Linked DNA regions of Zea mays: all the other regions are linked to region 3. A link is a contact called in public Hi-C data. All regions are on one chromosome and are shown on one strand. Each heading gives the region's core, a stretch centred on a gene start, on an enhancer-like site or on the middle of the called end of the contact. The rest is flanking DNA. Distances are from core to core; before and after follow the strand shown. Region 1 holds the start of LOC103635817 (phosphoglycerate kinase, chloroplastic). Region 2 holds the start of LOC100191807 (glycerol-3-phosphate dehydrogenase). Region 3 holds the start of LOC100191786.

What was found. A called contact is a pair of places that touch in the nucleus more often than the background predicts.
Region 1: a Hi-C map of ear shows a contact between it and region 3, with 2.4 times the contacts expected there. The contact joins the promoter of LOC103635817 here to the promoter of LOC100191786 in region 3. A contact is called at or near these places in 2 of 25 Hi-C or Micro-C datasets (bundle sheath and ear).
Region 2: a Hi-C map of tassel shows a contact between it and region 3, with 5 times the contacts expected there. The contact joins the promoter of LOC100191807 here to the promoter of LOC100191786 in region 3. A contact is called at or near these places in 13 of 25 Hi-C or Micro-C datasets (ear, endosperm, leaf and 4 more) and 2 of 3 datasets of contacts at active chromatin or transcription factors (leaf and seedling).

What each region holds. Positions count from the first base shown.
Region 1 is chr8:123,532,317-123,537,072 of Zm-B73-REFERENCE-NAM-5.0, reverse strand. It overlaps LOC103635817 (phosphoglycerate kinase, chloroplastic), which reads left to right and starts at 2,149. Exons shown (of 6, transcript XM_008658193.4): 1 at 2,149-2,853; 2 at 3,283-3,360; 3 at 3,456-3,716; 4 at 3,883-4,200; 5 at 4,298-4,456; 6 at 4,558-4,756. The coding sequence starts at 2,446. LOC100285605 (metacaspase type II) reads left to right here and starts at 335. Exons shown (of 2, transcript NM_001158496.1): 1 at 335-813; 2 at 1,061-2,112. The coding sequence starts at 465. The coding sequence ends at 1,938.
Region 2 is chr8:123,501,391-123,506,305 of Zm-B73-REFERENCE-NAM-5.0, reverse strand. It overlaps LOC100191807 (glycerol-3-phosphate dehydrogenase), which reads right to left and starts at 1,574. Exons shown (of 5, transcript NM_001137232.1): 1 at 733-1,574. The coding sequence starts at 1,369.
Region 3 is chr8:123,359,480-123,364,008 of Zm-B73-REFERENCE-NAM-5.0, reverse strand. It overlaps LOC100191786, which reads left to right and starts at 2,758. Exons shown (of 2, transcript NM_001137211.1): 1 at 2,758-4,103; 2 at 4,187-4,490. The coding sequence starts at 3,476. The coding sequence ends at 4,236.

The sequences.
Region 1 (4,756 bases), core at 900-3,399, 170 kb before region 3:
ATTCCTATGTTTACTGTTGTGTTTCAATTGAAAAAATCTAACTAGTGATGATTTGTATCTACCAAATACAATAACCTTTGGCTAAATTCTTCTCATTTACTAACTCCGTTCTCGAATGTTTGTGACTCGCTAGTTTATTTTTAAATTAAAACGTGACAAATAAAGGAACGGAGGGAATATTTATTTACATACATACATTTAAGCTAACCCGATACGATTGTTCACCAAGTGGAAGGCCGCTTTAGCGCCTTTAGCCGACGTCAACCCACCATCCAATACCAAGATGGCGGGGTGGTGGCAATGAGCACCTCGTGCGACAGCACTCCGGAGCTCCACCATTCGATTGGGCAACTCGTCACCGTACCAACCAAACCATCATTCCAGCCGCGGCGGGACACACCGCCTCCGCCGAACTAACGCGACGACGACGCACGGCGGCCTCGTCCGGCACCGGCAGGAGCGCGATGGGGCAGAAGCGCGCCTTGCTGGTGGGCATCAACTACCTGGGCACGGACGGGGAGCTGAAGGGATGCCTCAACGACGTGGCCCGCATGCGCCGCTGCCTGGTGGGCCGCTTCGGGTTCGACGAGGCCGACATCCGTGTCCTGGCCGACGCCGACCCGTCCACGCCGCCGCCCACTGGGGCCAACATCCGGCTGGAGCTCGAGCGGCTCGTGGCGGGCGCGCGCCCCGGGGACGCGCTCTTCTTCCACTACAGCGGCCACGGCCTGCAGCTCCCCGCCGAGACTGGGGAGGACGACGACACCGGGTACGACGAGTGCATCGTGCCATGCGACCTCAACTTGATCAAAGGTGTGCTCTCCCATCTGTTTTTCTCTGCGTTTAGCAGCGAGCACTTAGGATCGAGCGTTAGTTGCATTCGTAGGCACACCGTTGGTATCTGATGGTTAGGTTCCGCTAGCCTTCATACAGTATCCCCTCCGAAGACGAGCTTAGTAACAAGGGTTGCATGTATGGGTCGCAAATCTATCATGTAATTAACAAACGACTAGATAATTTTGTGGGCTGCCATATGCACCTTTTCCTGATCTCCATGCAGACCAAGATTTCACGGATCTCGTGGCCAAGGTCCCTGACGGCTGCCGCTTCACCATGGTCTCGGACTCGTGCCACAGCGGCGGCCTGATCGACAAGACCAAGGAGCAAATCGGGAACAGCACCAAGCAGAACAGAACCCAGCAGCGCCGAGAGCGCGAAATGAAGCCTCCTCCTCCCGCTCCCGGTTCCGCACTCCGCGTCTCCCTCGCGCGAATCGTCCGTGGCGTGCTGGAGTCTCTGGGGTGCATCCACTGCAGTCGTTGCCGTGTCCAGCAGCAGGGCAACAGCAATAGCAGCAGCATCAGCAACCGGTCGCTGCCGCTGTCGACGTTCATCCAGATGCTCAGGGACAAGACCGGAAGGCACGACGTCGGCGTGGGCTCCATCCGCACGACGCTGTTCCACCACTTCGGCGACGAGGCGAGCCCCAAGGTCAAGAGGTTCATGAAGGCCATGCTGTTAGGCAAGCTCCGGCACGACGGCAAGGAAGCGGAGGAGCAGTCGCGCGTTCCCAGGGAGGCAGAGGTGGAGGAGACCCTGGCGCAGGACGCGCACAGCGTCGAGGAAGTGTACGCGGGGCCGGCTGCGGCGGCGGCGGCGGCCAGGGTGCCGCCGCGCAACGGCGTCCTGATCAGCGGGTGCCAGACGGACGAGACCTCGGCGGACGCGACCACGGCCGACGGCATGTCCTACGGCGCGCTGAGCAACGTGATCCAGACCATCCTCGCCGGGGACGGCAAGAAGCGCGGCGTGGCGCTGGCGGTGACGAACCGAGAGCTGGTGGTCCGGGCGCGGGAGCTGCTGTCCAGGCAGGGGTACACGCAGCAGCCCGGGCTCTACTGCAGCGACGAGCACGCCACGCTGCCCTTCATCTGCTGAAGACGAAATAAACTCCGTGTACAGTGAATTTCAGGCTTCATTAGTTCATTTTACGGGATGCTACGTTGTGTTGTGTGTGTAACAGAATTGACACTTTGTGTTGACTCGTGGTGTGCCGCAGCCTGCGTATGTTATGGTGTTACTGTTACGTTGTTACCTGATGACGTTGACCTTCTTCTCAGTCCCTGCTGTCCTGCTCCAAAGTGTGCAAGTGCGAAGGGGCGGCGATCCAAGATCACACAAAGGACAGGGGAAATCGAAGCCACCGAGCCCCCACACGTCGCCATCGCCGTGATCGATTATACCGCCGTCTCCTCCCCCCGCAGCCCGCACCCACCCCACCGGAACCGTCGTCCCGACCTCTCGCCAGCGATAAGCAAATCCCCGCCTCACTCTCTCGTCCACAGACAAAGCCACGACCCACAAGTGCCCCCCTCCTCCCGCGCTCCCAAATCACTCCCTCTCTGTCTCTCCACTCCACTCGCCGCCGCCGCCGCCCGAATCTCAATGGCGTCCGCGGCCGCCCCGCCAACCTCCCTCTCCCTCGCGGCCCGTGCGGCAAGCAGGGCGGCCGCCGCCCCGCTCCGCAGGGGAGGCCTCGCCGCGGCGCGCCAGCCGGCGCGGTCGCTGGCGTTCGCGGCGGGCGACGCGCGGCTCGCGGTCCACGTCGCGTCGCGGTGCCGGCAGGCGTCCTCCGCGCGCGGCACGCGGGCCATGGCCACCATGGCGAAGAAGAGCGTCGGGGACCTCACGGAGGCCGACCTCAAGGGGAAGCGCGTCTTCGTGCGTGCCGACCTCAACGTGCCGCTCGACGAGAACCAGAACATCACCGACGACACCCGCATCCGGGCCGCCATCCCCACCATCCAGTACCTCCTCGGCAAGGGCGCCAAAGTCATCCTCTCAAGCCACTTGGTGAGTTCCCGCCCCTACGCCCTTCCCGTATCTCATCTCATTTGGGGAAGTAATGCTCTTCGCACGCATAGACAATGTAGGAATTCAGTACTCCTTGGATCACTTCTATTTTCGTTTTTGGGCACAAACTAGGAATTGATGCAAAGGTAAAAGAGAATCCTTCTAGAAAAAAATAAAAGTAGAAGAAGGCTGAGCCAAGGATCTCGCAGACACCCACAATGTAGGAGCCAAGGATCTGCACAATGACAGTGTTTAATCAAACTCGTGATTTTGTATATGCACACTGGATATTAATTGCATATTTGCTTCCAGTGTTCAATGATAATTTTATGAAATATAGCTGAAGCAATATATTTTTCTCGGTTAGCTGCTTAATTTCCTTGTCATCCAACTATGGTTAAAATCCTCCATTTTGCTCTGGATGTGCAGGGTCGCCCTAAGGGTTTTACACCCAAGTTTAGCTTAGCCCCCCTTGTTGCACGGTTGTCTGAGCTTCTTGGCATTCAGGTATTGATTTATTCTACATCATTGGTGCTTCTAATTAAATCACTTGTGCTAATTGATTGTTCTGACTAAAGCGTGTGTACTATACCCACGAATAGGTGCAAAAAGCCGACGATGTTATTGGCCCTGAAGTTGAGAAGCTGGTGGCCGCCTTGCCCAATGGTGGGGTTTTGCTCCTTGAGAACGTAAGATTCTACAAGGAAGAGGAGAAGAATGACCCAGAGTTTGCGCAGAAGCTTGCCTCCGTAGCAGATCTTTACGTTAATGACGCGTTTGGAACAGCCCACAGGGCACATGCATCGACTGAGGGAGTTACAAAGTTCTTGAAGCCTTCTGTTGCAGGGTTCCTTTTGCAGAAGGTTATATTTCTTTTTCTATGTTTACATGTTCCATTTTGTAACATAGAAACTATGAAAGATGGCATCAAAGAAAAACAATGCTACATAAAACAGAAAATAGCGATTATTTTCACTTTCCCCTCAATCTCAATCTGATCCTTTTATATTTAACAAAATCAATTTGCAGGAGCTTGACTACCTTGTCGGAGCTGTTTCAAGCCCTACACGCCCATTTGCTGCCATCGTGGGTGGTTCAAAGGTGTCATCCAAGATCGGGGTTATTGAATCCTTGTTGGAGAAGTGTGATATCCTTCTCTTGGGTGGTGGTATGATCTTCACATTTTACAAGGCACAAGGTCTTTCTGTCGGTGCTTCGTTGGTTGAGGAAGACAAACTCGATCTTGCAACATCTCTACTTGCAAAGGCTAAGGAAAAGGGTGTCTCCCTTATGTTGCCAACCGATGTTGTCATCGCTGATAAGTTTGCTCCTGATGCTAACAGCCAGGTTTGTTGCATCTTCTCCTTTCCTAACCAGCGGTTCTTCTGTAGCAAAGTTGAAGCATATCTCAGGAAGAAACTTGACCGTATATTTTTTTCTACAGATTGTTCCAGCATCTGCAATTCCTGATGGTTGGATGGGGCTGGATATTGGCCCAGATTCCATTGCTGCATTCAACGCAGCCCTGGAAACAACCCAGACTGTCATCTGGAACGGGCCCATGGGTGTTTTTGAATATGACAAGTTCGCTATAGGAACTGAGGTAAAGCACTGATCAACCATACTGATGTAGCTTAGCTATCGAACTGAGGACTGTCTGGAGGTTACAGTGAAAGAAACCTAACCCTGATATCTCTTTTGTAGGCTGTGGCAAAGAAGTTGGCAGAACTTAGCCGCAAGGGTGTGACAACTATCATCGGAGGTGGAGACTCTGTCGCCGCCGTTGAGAAGGTCGGAGTTGCTGACGTTATGAGCCACATTTCCACCGGAGGTGGTGCCAGCTTGGAATTGTTGGAAGGAAAGGAGCTTCCAGGAGTTACTGCATTGGATGAAGCAGCCACTG
Region 2 (4,915 bases), core at 325-2,824, 140 kb before region 3:
ATAGTATACAGAATTGAGATAAAGAGCAGGGTGTTAGTATCAGTTCGGTAAAATAGGCGACAGGTAGAAACCAGAACAAACAATGTTCAGTAATAATCCCAATGTACCCTGCTAAAGTGTTTTTACAAGTTCATAAGGGAATCAAGGATTGCGGAGCAAACATAACACGTGGGCAGACCCTTAGGGAGCGGACATTAACTAGCTCTTCATATAATCAACAGCAGGCAAATAATATACTACTCCCTCTATCATAAATTACAAGACATTCCAACTTTATCGGAGAGTCAAACCAAAACCATAGAAAAAGTACAGAGATTTATGATATCAAATAGGTATATTATAAAAAATATAATTAATAAATAATCTAATGATAGTTATTTGGTATTTTAATATTACATAAATTTGGTCAAATTTGGAATGTTTTGCCTCCAAAAAAGTTGAGATGTCTTGTAATTTGGGATGGAGGGAGTACCACCCAGATAATTATAAAATAAGCAATAAATATTATGAAGGGCCACGGATACAGATCATGATGATTATCCAGAAAAATTCCATCAGGGACAGTACAGGGGTACTGTATGTAGAGCCAGTGGAGCAGCATTTAGATCTTCAAATAAATTTGTTAGGCCCACTTCCACAAGTATACAGAGGTACGAGATCATCGAAACTAGTAACTCAACCATGAGAACATAGTACTGCTAGATCACAACGAGACTTGAGCAAAGAACTCACTTGCATTGCTGATCATCTGCGTGGGCGTAATGATCCGGGGCACAGGGTCGAGCGACGCCTCGATCCCCTTTGCCAGCGAGATTATGAGCGGCTGGCTGATCCGCTCCTTCCAGTACCTCCCGATCTCCCCGAATACCTCCCTGGTCTCCGTGGAGGGCAGGCCGTTTATAACTATGTCGGCGTCCCAAACGGCCTCCTGCAGGTTGGTGACGACCTTGAGCGGGCAGAGCGGGGTGTCGAGCATGTTGAGGCAGAAGCCGTCGCGGAGGATCTCGTCGGCGTGCAGCGTGCGGTCCCCGAGCCGCGCCTCGACGTACTTGAGGTAGGCGCAGCGGCGGATGAGCCGGCGCAGCACGTCCTCGCGGGAGTTGATGACCTCGAAGAGGCGCTCGGCGTCGGCGCGGTCTACGGCGCGCCCGGCGCGGCGCCACACGCGCACCTGCACCCGGTCGCGGTGCCGGCCGTACGCGTCCTGCAGAAGCGCGCAGAACACGCTCCCCCACGCCCCGGCGCCCACCCCGACGACCCGCAGCGTGTCGCCGTCCGACTTCCCCAGCAGCAGCCGCAGCTCGTCGAGCTTCTCCGCCGCTACCGCCGCCGGCGCAGCCCCGCCACCGTTCGCGTAGCTCCCCACCATCGCTTCACCCGTCAACCACCTCCTGAGTTCTTGTCACAGCTCAGAACTCATAAGCGAGGCGAGCAAGCTGAACCGGGACGGGCAGACAGGCTCCAGAGTCCAGACGACTTGGCCAGCACAGCTGCACAGGGGAAATGCGGGTGGGTTTCGTGGGGGTTTTGTGGGGTTGGGCGGCCAGAAATACCAAATCCCAGCGCAAACTTGCTGTCAATCGGCACGACCGAGGAGGCCCGCGGCCGCGCCGCGCCGCCCTTTGAACTCTGCTCCGGGTGGGGTTGGTGGCGACGCCCGCTCGGCGGCTCGGCTCTCTCGGTTCAGGCGGTCGCGCTCAGCTACCAGCACCAACTCCGGGGCACAATCCAATGCGGTAAGCGAGCATGAGAAAAACGAATCGCCTTTGCTCCTTCTCTATAATTTCTCCACGAAGTGCTCTCTTCCAAACAGTGCGTTTTTTCCTTCTTTCCTTTATTAGGGCTACTTTAGAAACTTAAACTTGATTGTCACTTAATTTCTCACTTAGGACGTGTTTGGTAGTGCTCTAGAGTTTAGATTTTTTTGTCGTAACCGGTGGCAGTGACGGTTAAATAAATCTAAACTCCATAACTAGAATGCTTTTTTGAGTTTTCGGAGCAGCAAAATAGGTACTTTAAAAAATTGTACTGTAGCTCCAAAAACTTCATAGAGCTTACAACTCTGGAGTTAGAGTGTTTGGCATGCTCTGGTCAGCTCATCCTTAGAGTTTTACTCTATAGCCATGCCAAACAGGTCCATAATCTCTGAAGGAATTTAAGGGCTAGTTTGAAGTCACAAATCCGGAGGGGAATGTAGTAGCTAAAAGCTCATTCTTATTCAATTTTGAACAATAAAGGGATTATAGCTCCTCCACCTCCTCCGGTTTTGTGACTCCCAAACTAACCCTAAGGGTGTGTTTGTTTTCCTGCTAAATTATATAAATTGAAAGAGAGTAAAATATCACTTTGATAATATAAATAAGTTAGTATTTGGTAACTTATTTTAGTTTATTTGTGATCTTGCTACTTTACCATCATATCCTTCCACCATAATCAACTATATAATCTAGAAGGAAAACAAACGGTGTATAAGTCTCCAAACTAGTCTTATATTTCTAATTCCTTTTTATTATTTTTCTTTATTTTATTTTAGTTTTCTTTTTCTTCTCTACTTCTTGGAAGTATTAGGCGTTTTTATTTTATTTTTATATACTTTTTCCTATTTCTTTTCCCATTCTATTTATCTTCTTTGATTTTTTTGTTCTTTTAGTTTTATTAGCAAAGTGCATGTATATTACATATTGCTACATTTTCCATTTACAAATATCAATTATAAAACATAAAGACATGTGTATTTTGTTGACTTGGTGTGTAAATGTAGGTTAGGACAACAACAATAACATGGTTTGAATCATATTTTGCATAATTTATATAATAGATATTTATCATTTTTATTTTTTAATATTTATTTTATTACTATAATTAGTTTAAAAAATCTCTTCTAATGGTTCATGTTTTTTTGTGAGAGAATTCTATGGTATAGTTTTGAAAGTTCACGTAGTATAAATAAGATGTTCTATGTTTATCTTTGAGTATTTATGTAGCACTTGCAAAATGTTCTATGATATATTTTAGATTGTTTAGGTAATATTCAACTGGCATACTTTTTATTTTTCTCTATTACATGTTTTTTATTTTATTTTTTATTTCATATGTCTGATTCTGACGTTGTCACGATGTTCTATGTTGCGCTTTATAATGTTCGCATGTACAAATCATGAGATGCTCCACAGTTACCTTTGACAGTTATTGTCTTACCTATTTATGTTTATTTTTATTAATTATTTATTCTTTGTATTATTTTTTGCTTGCTCCTTTTCTCATTCATGTGTGTTTTGTGTATATAATTTTGCTCTATATTTTTATATATATCTACATATTCTACAGTACTGTTTTAAGTACCCACGATCTGATTTTTATGTATCCACGATCTTATTTTATATTTTGGTTTATTATTTTAGTTTTCTTATTTTTTATTATATCAATGGTTTATAGAATGGCCGTCGTAGGGGTATAGGCGGGTCTGATGGGCATCCGAGTAGTCCGCGGCAGCTCAGACACGCAGACACACGCAATGACGCAAGACGGCAAGAGGAGCTGAGGAGAGGGACATGATCAATTTGGCGGCGTGCCGCGTGCGGGGGTTGGCATTCCGGTTTCGAGAAGGTGACCCAAAAGGAGTCAACTAGTGGGTTGCTGCAGTTGAAAGCTCCTAGTCCGACCTCCTACGTTTCATTTCATATTGCTTTCCTTCTCTCTTGGAGTGGAGTTTCATTGTCAGACAGACAGTCGGTCATTAAAAAGCCCTACTGCAATTAGGAAAGTTGCGACCTACGCCCACACCCACATGTGTCGCTCGTTGTGGAAGAGGGATGACTTATCGAAGGCCGAGACAACTAGTCCTTCATCATCAAAGTCGGATGAAGATCAGTCGGAGTTCCATTCCTTTCCAATGTGTGCCTCGCCCTTCGCTTTCCTGTAGTTCTTCTTTCTTTCCTGCTTCTCTTTCTTCTCTTGTGCCTCGTCATTGTCAATATCGGGACATTGTGCTATAAAGTGACCAGACTTACCGCACTTGAAGTAGGAGCGCTTTTCCCTTAATTTGTTTTTGCTGGGATACTCCATGCGTCCCTTCAAGGCGGTCTTGAAGCGCTTGATGATGAACGTCATTTCGTCCTCGTTGAGCCCGACAGCCTCCACTTGTGCTACCTTGCTAGGTAGCACTTCCTTGTTGCTGGTTGCTTTGACAGCAACGGGCTGTGACTCATAGACAGTAAGTGGTCCGTTTAAGACATCGTCCACATATCTTGCTTCTTTCACCATCATGCGCTTGCTCACGAATTTTCCGAAAATTTCCTCGGACGTCATCTTAGTGTACCTGGGGTTCTCATGAAGATTTACAAGATGTGGATCAATAACGGTAAAAGACCTTAGCATGAGTCGGACGACGTCATGAGCCGTCCATCTTGTACTCCCATAGCTTCGGATCTTGTTGACAAGGGCTTTGAGCCTGTTGTACGTTTGAGTTGGCTCCTCTCCCCTTATCATGGCAAACCTCCCAAGCTCGCCTTCCACTAGTTCCATCTTTGTGATCATGGTGGCATCATTACCCTCGTGAGAGATCTTGAGGGTATCCCATATTTGCTTGGCATTGTCCAAGCCGCTCACTTTTTTGTATTCATCCCTGCATAAAGATCACTACAGGAATCCACTTAATTCCCGTCGGCTAAGAACCGACGGGAATAAGCTCTAAACTGACGGGAATTACTAATTCCCGTCGGCCCTAAGCCGACGGGCATCAATTGTCGGGGATACGCTTATTCTCGTCAGGCACTGACGGGAATAAGTAATCCTCGTCGACCACTTATAAGTCGATGGGCATTATGGTTAATTTCCGTCGCCCACGGCTGGCCGACGGTGATTAACAATTAATGTCTGTCAACCCCGTAACTCCTATCGGTCACGACTGGCTGAC
Region 3 (4,529 bases), core at 1,509-4,008:
CGTCTTCAAAGCCCATCACTGTTCCACTGGCCATTTATTTGATTTGCCTTGGATTTGAAGGTTTTTTAAGGCTATCACTGAACCAAAATAGACAAACCATAGATGGTCTCTTTGGAAAATGTAGATTTAGCACTTGAAATTTTAAAGTTCAGTCTGATCCTGATCATAATATGTGCCTATCTTCCGAATTCTACTACCTCCAATTTTGCTAGCCAGAGAACTTTCAGATAGTGTGCATTGAAGTTCAAGCTTGATTACTTGTACTGATCTGCTGTTTCGGATGCTTTGGATGCTCCATGCTAGTTATATAATCCACATGATCACAACCAAGACGATACATTGTTCAGAGATTGCACTAACTACTGTTCCTGAATATTGACTGCATATCACTTTCCATTTCACTTGTGATTTGGATTGTTGGTGGTTTGCTTGGTTTCCAGTTATTTGAAAGCATTAATGCTTGGATGTTAGGAGTGATGAGGCACTCATTACGATACTCTTCAATCTAACCATTTATATTGGATCCACTTGGAGCTAAGGTTAGGTTACTCCTTTGCACTACCTTTATTTTGAAGCTGTCCTTGTTAATCTGCATGCCTCATCTGATGGCTCAGGTCCACTATTTGCGCCGATATCCAGCAAGAACTCTTTCTTGACAATACATAACTTCATTGTGCAAAATTGGTTTGTTACTGAAATTGTAGGTTCTTTACTTGAGCATATGTGGTCATCGTATACTTTTTGGTCCAATTACCCAAATTTTCTGTTAGGACCCCTACTAATGTTTAATCTAGTTTCTGGTTCGCTTCTAATTTTACTTCCATCTGTTATGTATTGTTTATGTCTTGACTTTCATCTGGTGCATCTTATCTGTTGTGGATCAAAACTAAGAAAAAGGATGTTGCTGCTTCTGTGCATGCCAAAAGAAAATCTCTCTGAACAAACTTGTCTTCTATGTGCTTATTGTTTGACCATTTCTATCGTGGACTAGCAGTAGTGCCTTATGATGTCCATGTTGGCGCTAAGAAATGTATTGCGGTCAGTTTTTTGTGATATGCTGGATGTCTTAACTGTACATAAGATTGCACGAGTGTACACTGGCTGTTTTTTAGCTGTCCACTTGCTTATCTTTTTTTTCAAATTATGTCTGGGAGCACGATCTTCTTTGTGTGTAATTGTTTGTGTTTCCTGATTTGTTGTTTGTTTGCGGTTTAACACTGCCTTTGCCGGTCCCAAGCCCGGATGAGAAAATGTGGAGGGAACTGCAGGGTTTCTTCTTAGTCCCATGAATGGTATCAGGGTACTGGGAAGAAATGTTGTTTGGTCAAAACAGCTGGACTCTGAGAGCTCAGACGGGCGTAACCTAACCATCAAGCGCAAGCGGCAGTACGGTCACGTCTCCAGACGGGCGTTACCTAACCATCAACTGCAAGCTGGTAGCCTGGTAGTAATACTGGTTCACGGCTGCCTGCATGCAAGTTCTTTTTTCCCCTGTTGAACAAGTTTATTTATCTCATTACCCGCTGAAGAACTCAACGCACAGCAAGCTACAGCTACCTGAAGCCGTTTGGTTAATCATCGAAACAATGGATACCTCTAATCTTCTTCAAAGTAAGCCATGTACAAAAGGGACTTAGGTCCTTCCCTGGGAGATGTCTGTACCGATGGACTAGCTTGACTTTAGTGATGTAGCTGTTACCTGGTCTTAATTTGTTCTTGTCCTTCCGTTCTTGTTTCCATGTTGATTTCTGTTCCCCACTCGCTCCTCGCAGCCCATTTGAAGTTCGTCAGACTTACGCACAGCAGAGAGCAGACACAAACTTGGACGAGAATCGGCCACTGCTTGCCATGCGACCCTGAGCGCAGCATGCCCAATTCGGGGATTCTAACCGAGGTCGAGCTAGTAAACACCACCTGGATGCTGAAAGTTTTATGCTTGTTTCTCCATAGCGCTTCTTTATAATTTGTTCTTAAAAAAACTTCTCTGCATGCGTGTTTTTTATGAACAATGATGTGCATAGTCAACTAGGCAATAAAAAAAACTTGCATGACATGGTATATATATATATATTAATTATATGAATAGATTTTATTAAGACATAAAAATGTGTTCTATTGATTAAGTGGATGTCAATGTGAAGCTAACTACTAAAGTTTAAACTCATATTTTTACATATATTTTTTATTTTATTTTTACATTAAACGGGAATGGTAACGCAGGACAATGTTGAAATTAGTGCTTTAGGGTATTTAATGTACTAAACCTAATAATTAGCTACTAAAATTAGTTGAAGATATCAAACACTCTAGCTAATAGTTCTATTAGCTATTTTTGGTAAATTAACTAATAATTGGCTATCTATTTGTTAGTTAGCTAATTTTACCAGTAATTTTTTAGCAACTAATTATTAGCTCTATTATATTTAAACACTTAATATAGTACTCTTTGTCTCAAATTAAAATTCGTTTCAGGTATTTAGTGGATTCATTTAACATTAATGGATGTGTTTTGCATATATGACTTCGTCGTCTATTTGAATATAGATATAAAAATATATTTGAATATAGATATAAAAAGTAGTTGATGAGCGAATACTGATTTCGAACGGAGGGAGTGGAAAAGGTTTAAAGCGCGAAAAAGTCCAACTGAACAGGCCAGTTGTAGGCCACCACAAGCGAAAAGGTTCATCATTGCGAGCGATCGATAAACCTCCCAGCACTGGCAAGGTCCGGGGATCGTCGCCCCTCCCTCCGTCTCCACGACTCCACCCCCGCCCCTAAACCAACCACGTCGGCGTCCATCTCCTCCACAACACAACACCCCTCCCTTTCCAGGATTCTCCTCTCCTCCAAAAGATCGGTGGCGGGTGAGACGAGAAAGAAAGAAGCTGACAAAGGCGAGAAGGGATAGAGAGAGGAGAGAAAGGGAAGGTAGAAACTGGACAGAAAGTTTCTCCCCGCTAGAAGTAGCTCGGCGGTGAGGGAGCGAGAGACCTGCCGCCTACCCTTGCCCCACCGTTTTTTTCATACCGTCTCGCCGGAATCCTGCTTTATTTTCCCGGCCAGTCCACCGCCTTCTCGGGCTACCACGCTGATCCGGCGTCGTCTGCGGTCCTTCCGACCAACTCTTCAATCTTGTGAATTGCTTTTCGCCCAGTTAGGGCAGATCACCATTCCTTGCAGGAGTTCGTTGCCGTCTCTCCAATCCTCCCTGGCTCGACTGCTCAGTGGTGACTGATGTGGTCCACTGCCCTGCCCTGCACCTGCAAGTTAGTTTCACTCGTGATCCGTCAGCTTGCCACCCAGCAACCGCTGATTATCAGAAATCCACTTCTCAAAGCTTCAAGGAGCATCCTTCGAACAAGTTCCTGATTCCTTCGCCTCCCGCCCTCCCCGTTTCTTCTCTGGCATCCTTGTCCGTTGACCACAGAGGGAAGAAATCTGTTCCGGGCAGGCAGGCGCATTCTCCGCCACAATGGACGATGGAGCTGACCTCCCCTGCCAGTTGCTCTTCTCCCACCCGGAGATGCCTCACAGCTTCGACGAGTTCTTCAGCAGCGCCACGACCACGACCACCTGCACCCACACGCACAGCTGCGACCCTCCGGGCCCCTCGGCCGCCATGCATACCCACACGTGCCTGCACACGCACACCCAGGTCCTGGGCAGCGGCGGGGAGGACGACGGCTCAGCGAAGCCGCGGAGGCCCCTGGGAAACAGGGAAGCCGTGCGCAAGTACCGCGAGAAGAAGAAGGCGCGCGCGGCCTTCCTGGAAGGGGAGGTCAAGAAGCTGCGCGCCGCCAACCAGCAGCTCGTGCGGCGGCTGCAAGACCACGCGGCTCTGGAGGCGGAGGTGGCGAGGCTCAGGGGCCTCCTGCTCGACGTCCGGGGCAGGATCGACGCCGAGGTCGGCGTGTCCCCGTTTCAGAGGCCATGCAGCGCGGGCTCTGTGGAGTGCGGCGCTGATCCAGCTCTGCGCTTCGATGGCAGCTCGGAGGTAGTAGGAGGTGGTGGCTGGGAGAAGAGCTCAAGCCCTCAAGTTGCGGACTGCAGGATCGATGAAGGGGGAGGAGGGATGTCACGGGAACTTGATGTTCTAGAAGGTTTGCGTCACTCCATTGATGCTGGGGCAACCTTTGTGAGTTCTGATTCTCTTGCTGAACGATCGTGTTTGCCTGGTTGACAGTTTCGGGGCCTCTGCCAGCTTCTTTGGGCTTTGCTTTAAAGATAAATTAAATTATTCATGGATTTAGGAGAATGAGGAACCGACAGTGAGTAGAACTATCTTCGCATCGCTGTGGTTTATGTTTCTTATGCTGGTGTTCAGTGTGTATATATAGGGTACAGAATACTTTCATATGAGCACTGAAGAAATCGAAATTGACAATGTTTCATGCGAAATTGTACTGCGGGTATGTAAATGAAGTGCGCCTGACTTCTGACTTGTAGCCTGTTTGTGCTTAGCTGAAATATTATTAAGCTATTAATATAAAATGCACATGGTACCGTTTGAGTCTGAAAACTCATTT